Regions from separate parts of the Mus musculus genome. Here region 2 is linked to region 1. The links are chromatin contacts, called in public Hi-C maps. All regions are on one chromosome and are shown on one strand. The core of a region is the stretch at or near the end of the contact, and the rest is flanking DNA. Distances in the headings are between cores, read along the strand shown.

Evidence for each region. A called contact is a pair of places that touch in the nucleus more often than the background predicts.
Region 2: a contact with region 1 is called in a Hi-C map of DN2 thymocytes, with 4 times the contacts expected there. The contact joins the enhancer-like site here to the promoter of Zscan20 in region 1. A contact is called at or near these places in 11 of 39 promoter capture datasets (3T3-L1-derived adipocytes, the C10 cell line, HPC-7-derived erythroid cells and 3 more), 2 of 484 Hi-C or Micro-C datasets (DN2 thymocytes and pre-pro-B cells), 7 of 115 datasets of contacts at active chromatin or transcription factors (bone marrow-derived macrophages, embryonic basal ganglia, embryonic stem cells and 1 more) and 2 of 9 other capture datasets (embryonic stem cells and liver).

What each region holds. Positions count from the first base shown.
Region 1 is chr4:128,607,939-128,612,166 of GRCm38.p6, reverse strand. Zscan20 (zinc finger and SCAN domains 20) reads left to right here and starts at 2,069. Exons shown (of 8, transcript NM_177758.4): 1 at 2,069-2,173.
Region 2 is chr4:128,837,955-128,842,182 of GRCm38.p6, reverse strand. No RefSeq gene overlaps it. Among named protein-coding and RNA genes, the nearest start is that of Zfp362, 34 kb to the right of the region's middle. Within about 2 kb of position 2,257, at least 160 of the 459 cell types and tissues checked have an H3K27ac peak or open chromatin away from gene starts, as enhancers often do. A contact at or near this core is called in DN2 thymocytes, bone marrow-derived macrophages, hematopoietic stem and progenitor cells and 1 more, where this site is marked.

The sequences.
Region 1 (4,228 bases), core at 820-3,319:
TTCTTTTTTTTTTAAAAGATTTATTTTATTAATATATGTAAGTACACTGTAGCTGTCTTCAGACACTCCAGGAGAGGGCGTCAGATCTTGTTGTGGATGGTTGTGAGCCACCATGTGGTTGCTGGGATTTGAACTCTGGACCTTTGGAGGAGCAGTCAGGTGCTCTTACCCACTGAGCCATCTCACCAGCCCGGAGCTGAGAATTCTACACCTTGTTCTGAAGGCAAACAGAAGACTCTTTCCAGGCAGCTAGGAAGAGCGTCTTAAAGCCCACCCCCACAGTGACACACTTCCTCCAACAAGGCCACACCTCCTCATAGTGCCACTCCCTGGGCCAAGGATATTCAAGTCACCACAGGGAGGTAGCACAATTGATAAGGTACCTGCCACATGTTCAATAAGGGTCTCAGTTCAGGTCCTCAGCATTCATATAAAAGCCAGGAGTGTCAGTGCCATAGGTAACGCCTGTACTGGCAAGTGGGATGGGGAGGCAGAGACAGGCAGATTCCCAGAGCTCATGGGTTAGCTAACCTAGCTGGATCCTTCAGTTCAGTAAGAGACCCTCACTCTAGTAATCAGGGTGGAGAATGCTCCAAAAAGGGCATTCATTTTGACCTCAGGCCTCCACAGGCACATGCACCTGCATGCACAGTGCATCTATCCACACAAACATGTTTACAAAAGAGGCGTTTGGAGTTTGCTGGAGGCTTTGCAGCTAGGGAGTATCAAGGCATAGATCCCACATTGAAAGCAAGTGGCTGGACTCCATGTTTTACCTACATATTATCTTTAATCTCCCAGGAACCTACCCTGAGATGGAGGTTTTGTTCTGTCACCTAAATTTTACAGCTGAAAAAAAAAAAAGACAATCGTGATGGAGTTGTTTGTTTGTTCAAGGACATACAGATGGGATGTATGAATTGGGGTTTGAATCTATGGCTGACTGACTACAAGACCCACATTTCCAGCTTCCTATTAGATGGCTCATACCTCAAGAGTATTTACAGTGTTTATCATAGGGTTTCTATTGCTATGACAAAACGCAGTGACCAAAGCAACTTGGGGAAGAAAGGGTTTATTCGGCTTACACTTCCACGTTGTAATCTGTCACTGGAGGGAGCCAGGATAGGAACTCCCACAAAGCAGGAACCTGGAGGCAGGAGCTGATGCAGGGGCCATGGAGGAAACGCTGCTTACTGGCTTGCTCAGTCTGCTTTCTTACAGAACCCTAGACCACCGGCCCAGGGGTAGCCCCACCCACAATTGCCTGAGCCCTCCACTATCAATCATTACGAGAAAGTCCCGCAAGTTCTCCCATAGTCCCTCTTATGAAGGCATCTTCTTCACGGAATCTCTCTTTTCTCTGATGACTCAAGCTCGTGTCAAGTTCGCATGAAACTAGCCAGGACCGTGGAACAAAGCAACTAAGTATTACACTAAGATTATTCAGCTACAGGGATTAACGTGTTTCTGACACCCAGGGATTCAAACTCCGTAAGACTAATTTACATAAAAATGGCTAGTATCTGCTATCTATAGTTGGATCCTGGATCCGAATTAACAGTTCTAGGTTTATTGCCTCACTGATGCCTCACATAAACCTGTCACATGAATGCTATTATTCTTACTTCACAAGTGAAGAGGTGAGATATAGAACTCTGCCAAACCACTCAACTAAGTTGTGAATTTGTGAATTTGAAATTGTAGTTACAACAGACAAACTCTCTCTTGCCCAATAGATGGTCACTGTATTCACCCTCTTTCCTTTTTTTATTATTTTTCCCTACTCTCTCCAGCTCAACCCAGGGGGCCCCACGCTTCTTCAGTAGACCCCGACCCCACGCCCTTCTAATCTAGACTCCACCCAGTAGGCGGCACCGTCACCGCAGAACCAATGGAAGAGAATAGTATCGAGCTACACCCCCCCAGGCATTGGCCCTGCAAGATTTGTTCCGGTACCAGAGCGCCTGAGAAGATGAGGCACTCATTGGCTGACGTCATCTGAGAGGCGGCCGATAGAGGAGTGGCCACCGGTGCTCGCGCGTTGCCTTTTGGGAGTTGTGGTCTCAGAGATCGGGTTCCAGGGCTGGCGGCGCTGGGACTATGCGTCCCAGCATCCCCTGCAAGAGCCCGGGAGCACTTCCGGCCTGTTGAGAAGTGGGTGTCTCTGTGGGTGAGTCTGGGTGGCGGATGGGGTGCAGTTGAGAATCAGGCGCTGGGCTGGAGGCTTTGGAGGTGGTGGTACCCGCGGGGGAGGGGAGCTGGGAAGGTGAGAGGGGAAAGCAAGCATCGTGGCGTGTGTGTGTGTGTGTGTGTGTGTGTGTGTGTGTGTGTGTGTGTCGGGGCGGGAGTGCGGGCGGGCAGAGGCTGCAGCGTGTGGAGATGGGCAGGGTCACCGAGGGGTCGGGATGAAGAGTGAGTTGGAGAGGCGGGCAGTGAGACGGGTCTTACCGAGGTCTGTGGGTAAGGTGGTAGAGATGCGTTTTGGCTGTGAGGGGAAGTTACCTTAGGGTCTAGAAAAGCACAATCAAGGGAAGAGAGAACTCAAGGGCCCTGGCAAAGAAGTGAAGAGGCCCTGAGCGGAAAGTCTGACCTTAAAATAGTGCTTCATTCTCGACACCTGCGTTCATGTCATCTGTGACGGGACTGGCTATTGTGTTCAATCCCAAACCTGTACTTCTTTCCTCATAACTGATAGAAGTGAAAGGCATCTTTATCTACTGACCCGCCCACCCTCGACTGACCCGCCCACCCCTGCTGACCCGCCCACTGACCTACTTGTTTTACCAGCTGATTCCACCTGCGCCTGCATTCTTCTTCATCCACGCCGTTTGCTGTACACTGTTCGAGGCTTGCCATTTCTTTAGTATCTCTTAAAATGACCTCTGTCTTCCGGGAGCCTCTGCAGAAGTGTCCACATTTTCATTTCTCCAACTCGGAGAAACATTGCAGCTAGTGTGATCTGTTGAAACCCTCAACTGTATACCTTCCGTTTGTTCTCCAGCTTGGAATCCATCCCTGGCATGCAACACGTGTTGAATGGAATCTGATCTAGTAGATTCTTCATAATGCTCTTTGCAGCCCACTTTTCCCATACTGCACGCTCCGGGGCTGCCAAGGTGTTTCCCATTCTCCAGGTGGGCCATTTTGCTTCTCTACTATTTCATAGCCTGCCTCTCTGCTGTAACCTCCCTCCCCCATTCTCTCTGCGTTGTACTCAAGAACCAAATCAACAGTTCCTTAAGCAAATTGCCACCTCCAACTTCCCAGCTCCCAAATCACACTTTCTTTATGACATTGGATTAATATAATTATCTGTGACTTTTAAATTTATTAATTATCATTATTATTATTTGTCTCTTCCACTAGATAGCTTCATCAGGGCAGGCAGTGTCTGGATCATCTCCATTTTCTTTGGTCCAGCCCAGAACAGCAGACATCTAATGTAGATCCAGCAAATGAGTAAAGACTTGGTGAATGTGGGCTAAAGACTCTCAGGGGGAGCTTTGTTAGACCACGTTTGAAAATGGCTACGGACTTCCAGGGCTGTGAGCTTCAATCTTCTTCCTGACATCGATATCTGCTGGGAGCTGAGGTTGTTGGGGGCTTAAGGACAGTGTTGGCCAACACATAGGGATGCATACAGCGGCTTCCTTTACCTGAGGCCCGGCAGCCATTGCTAATTGATCACAACATATATCCATATGGAGCTCATTTCTCAGCAGACTCCTCTAGGTAGCTTCCCCCATGATGGAGGATGGTCGGCTAAGTGAGGCCTATCTGCCACCCCCAGTTCCAGTCCTTAGATGCGAGTCTCCCCTCTTACAGCCATAGATTGCATAGTTAGCCCAGTAGGACTGACAACCATTGGGAGCTCCCAGCTGCTTAGAGGATCCCAACCAATCTGGTCCTCTCTCTGGACCGAGGGAGCATCTTCTCTCCTCCTCTGTTGTCACAGGAGTGGGTGGAGGGGGGGGGGGAACTTAGCTCCGCATTCACATCCAGTACCCAGTTGCCAAGGCCCCGCTCAGCTTCCCTGTGGTAAAGTGGAACAACTTAAAAAAAAAAAGGTTTTTGTTTTTTTGTTTTTAAATTAAATGTGAGAATTTTATACAGTGAATTCTGGTGGCCCTGATTTTGATTGAGTACCCTTTCATCATTTGGGGACTCTGCACCCCTCCTAAGTCTTTCTGGGAACTGGAAGTGAAACCTTTGTGATTTATTTATT
Region 2 (4,228 bases), core at 1,008-3,507, 230 kb before region 1:
ATATTCCATGATACATATTCTATTTTCTTTCCTTACTGTTTTAGTTAGGGTTTCTATTGCTGTTTTGAAACCCTATGACCAAAAGCAAGTTGATAACAAAAGTTTATTTAGCTTAGACTTCCATATCACTGTTCATCATTGGAGGAAGTCAGGACCAGAATTCAAACTGGGCAAGCACCTGGAGACAGGAGCTGATGCAAAGGCCAGGGGAGGGCTGCTGCTCACTGGCTTGCTCCACATGGCTCTCTCAGCCTGCTTTCTTATAGGACTCAGGACCACCACCCATGACTCTGAGCGTCCTCCCCTATCAATCACTAATTAAGGAAATGCCTTACTACTGGCTTGTTTACAGTTTGATCTTTTGGAAGCTTTTTTTTTTTTTTTCTAGCTTGGGTCAAGTTGACATAAAACTAGCCAGTACACCCAGTTATCCATCCACGGATACCTTGGCTAATTTACCATCTTGGCTGTTGTAAATAGTGTTGTAATAAACACATCAGTGCAGAAGTCTGTGTAATACGCAGATTTAATTCCTTTGACATTGTAGGCTGGCTGGACATCTTGATTATTTTTCTAGTTCTCTGAGCATGTTGTTTGTTATCTGCACAGTGTAGGATAGCTCCTTAGCGAAGGCATGGGATTTTGGTCCTGTTCCCAGAAAGCTAAACACTCCGAGGGCAGGCTACGATCTGACAGTCATGATTGGCCGGTGTTTCTATTCCTCCTGTCGTGAGAAGCATGTGACCTCGTCATGGCCAATGAGATGCAAGGGGAGACTTTCAGTCAAGGATGTCCTCCTGCCAAGACACAACAAAAGAAAACTCCTTCTTCATTGAACAGTGGTCACATCTGCAGACAAAGGCAGACACTGCTCCATTCACGCTCTGATCATAAGGAAATGTTATCAGTGCGTGAGGGAGGCTGGCTCCTGAGAAGATCAAGTCACCAAATTTCTCCCTGCAATTTCACGAATTCCTTACAGCTCAAACCAAGGTGGCTGGGGTGGGGTGGGGTGGGGGTGGGGCTCTTCGGTTCCTTGCTGCTCACAGTCTCCCGAGAGGTGGGAGGGAGCCTACAGGTTCCATGGTGTTTATCTACTTACCTGTGTCTCTGAGTTCTGGTTTCTCATTTCAAGGGTGGTGTGAGGTGGAGGTGAAGCTCCCGCTACAGGCGATGGAGAGCCTCCATGTTTGACGTCTGACCAACCACTAGACTGCCTGCATCTCTGCTCTTACTGCCTATATACAAAGAGATATTGAACACCCCGACATGTGCAATTGTGACGGCTATATAAGTGTTCATACACATCAGCATGCTTAGCAGAATGGCTGACAGACACACAGTCGGGACTCTGTCAGTTCTACCCCTTGTCATCTCTATCTCTACACTCAAAGCTGTTGGCTTTTGGCAGGCATCTACTGTCTGACTGTTGCCTCAGAAGACAGGTTGCTGGAACTCAGCTCCCTATGGCCCTGAAGTGACCCAAAGGCCAGCTCTGTTAAGGCTCTGCAACCTGACACGCTTAGGCTCAGCTTCTAGCTGTGTGACCTGGAGCAACTGTCTTCACCCTCCTGAACTTCCACTTCCTCATCTGGGAAACCATGAAACAATACCCCACCCCCACCCCCCACCCCCGAAAGATTGTGTCTGTGAAGGATGCGCCTGGCACCAAGCCCGGTATATGCGCAGCGTAATTTTTTGCCAAGGGCCACATCAGAAGGAAGAATGTTAGGGAATTGGCTTCGGTCCACTTAAAATCTCAAAGAATAAAGAAGTCTTTGTGACTTAAAGGATCCCTGTCTCCTGCTTGGACGGTCCAGATCCCAGACCATCCAGGGGCCTTTGAACTCGCTTGGCTTTGGCAGGAAGTGGACCCCCTCCACAGCAGAGAACTAGCCTTCCCTGCAGGCTTCCTGCTGAAAGAGCAAAAACAGAAGGAACGGTGGTGGTGTTGGGGGTTGGATCCTGGTCCTAACTTGTCCGTGCTGGCTCCCTGCGTGACCTTGACTGGATCTCTCATGATTCCTCGAGCCCTGTCTGTTCAGTGGGGTCAGACTCCGTGACCTCAGCAATCTCTCCTGGAGAAGGCGTTCTGGGATGCAGGAAGCCAGACCCCCTGGCTGTTGGGGAGATCAAAGGGTGTCTTCCCAGAGGAGGCCTTACAGCTGCTTGCCCTCTGAGTAGCTCTTGGCTTCCTGCTCTGCACAGGGCCTGCTGTGCAGCCCTGGGAACAGCAGAGGCCTCTGCTGACGTCAAATGTTGTGTTTCCTCAATCTTTTTGCCCCAGTCCTGAGTCACAGGGTTGAGATTCTTAATCATGGTTTTCCCTCCTGTGCTGTTGAGTTCTAGAAACATCTGTGTGGACCTTAGGACACTGTCTTCTTTACACTTCTAAAACCATTCATTATTTCTTTGTGGCTAATACTCATTTATACTCTGACTGGCCATTGAGACCAAATGGTGTCTTCACGCCTGACTTCTTGTCAGTAGGAGAGTTCTCTGGAAGGGTTTGATAGGTTGGTTACATGGCACAGGCTAAGCAGTCAAACAATACAGATATGGGCGTTCTGGAGAGGTCGAGGACACCATGGCTCCCTTGGTCCAGGAAGCTGGATGCTTTAGCAGTCTTGAGGTAGTGCTGAAAGCCTGGAAGATTCCAGAGAAGCCCTGGTCTTCAGGCTACCTGGGAAAACCGGAAAAGCCCGCAAACAGAGCAGCTGCTCACGCCAACAAGGAGCAGAAGGCAGAAAGTGGCCCCTTCACCCCTCAGACTTCTTCACACTGAGCCACCCTTGAAGGGAAAATCCTCTTTGAGAGAGGATCCTCTTCCCCCTAGGCAAGCCTTCCTGCAACTGACCTCTCACACGGCCCAGAGGCATGTCTTTTAGCTGATTCTAGATTCAGTCAAGGTGACAATTGTTAGTCTAGGTTCCGCCCCACAGTTACCTGGCTGTAGGTGTGCCTGACTCACTATAAAAGCGGCTGCTTGCCCCCTCCTCTCTCTCTTGCTCTCTTACCCTCTCCGCCCCCCATTTCCTTCCCCCCCCTCCACATGCTCATGGCCAGCCTCTACTTCTCTTCTCTCTCTCCCCCTCTCTCTCTCCGCCTTTCTCTCAACCCCCCTCCCATGCCCTGAATAAACACTATTTTATGCTGGTCCCTCAGGGGCAGGGATGCCTTAGCACGCCCGCAGAGGCACACCCTTCCCCCACACCTTACTGTACCTCCACCAAACACATCCCCTCTCTCCTTCCCTTTCTATAAACCACAACAACGATCATCCCCCATCCTGCACCTCAGCTGGCCGTCCTCTCCTGACTCTGCCCAACACTCCGAAGTCTTTATACCTGCTGGGCTAAAGACAGGGCTGGCTCTTTACTCTGGCATTTTCTGAGGTAACAGAGACCCAGGTATCCTTTGGAAGGTCTCCACCAAGCTCTACTAGGCTGAGCCTAGCCTGAGACCTGCCTCCTGTACTTTGCTTTTTTTTTTTTTTAATCAGTGGTACTCTACTCGCTAAAACACAGGAAACAGACTTCCTTCAGGGCCATCACAGAGGATAGAACCATTATGGTGGGATTGCAATGGGGAAGAGGGTAGACTCATGCAAATACAGTGGGAACAAGAGGGGATTTATAGATAAGGAACGGGCAGAGTCAGTGGGGAGAACATGATTAAGAGGAAAAAAACATCAGGGGAAGCTGGAGCTTAAACCGAACTAACTGGCTTCTTGCTGGAGGCAGGCCAGGATGGTCAGACATCAGCTGAGAGGGAAGGCAGAATGGGCGACTGGTAGGAGGCTATCAAGGGTGATCAGATCTCCAGGATGGAAACTCTCGCCAACCAGACTAAGCTTGGGTACTTGTGAAACTGGATCTACAAGGAAATGTACAGACAGGCCCAGGAGGGGCATCAGGAGCCGAACTGGAATTTGGGTAAGCCAAGAATCTTCATCAGCTCTGTCCAGACTCTCCTTTCTCACTCAATAATTCAGGATGCTAGGGTGTGACAACACAGAGATCTGACTCGAAGAAGCTTAAAGCCGGAGAGCCATTGATGTATGAGTGAAACCTTCTGCCAGATACCACAGGGAGGGTCAGCAGGCAGACTGGGGCTGCACACTCTGACTGGGACCCTTTCTGCTTTAACCCAGCAAGTGAGGTCACCTCTTGCTGCTGCTGCTGCTTCCTGATCTATAGGACAGGGTTAAGAATAACCCCTCCTTCCT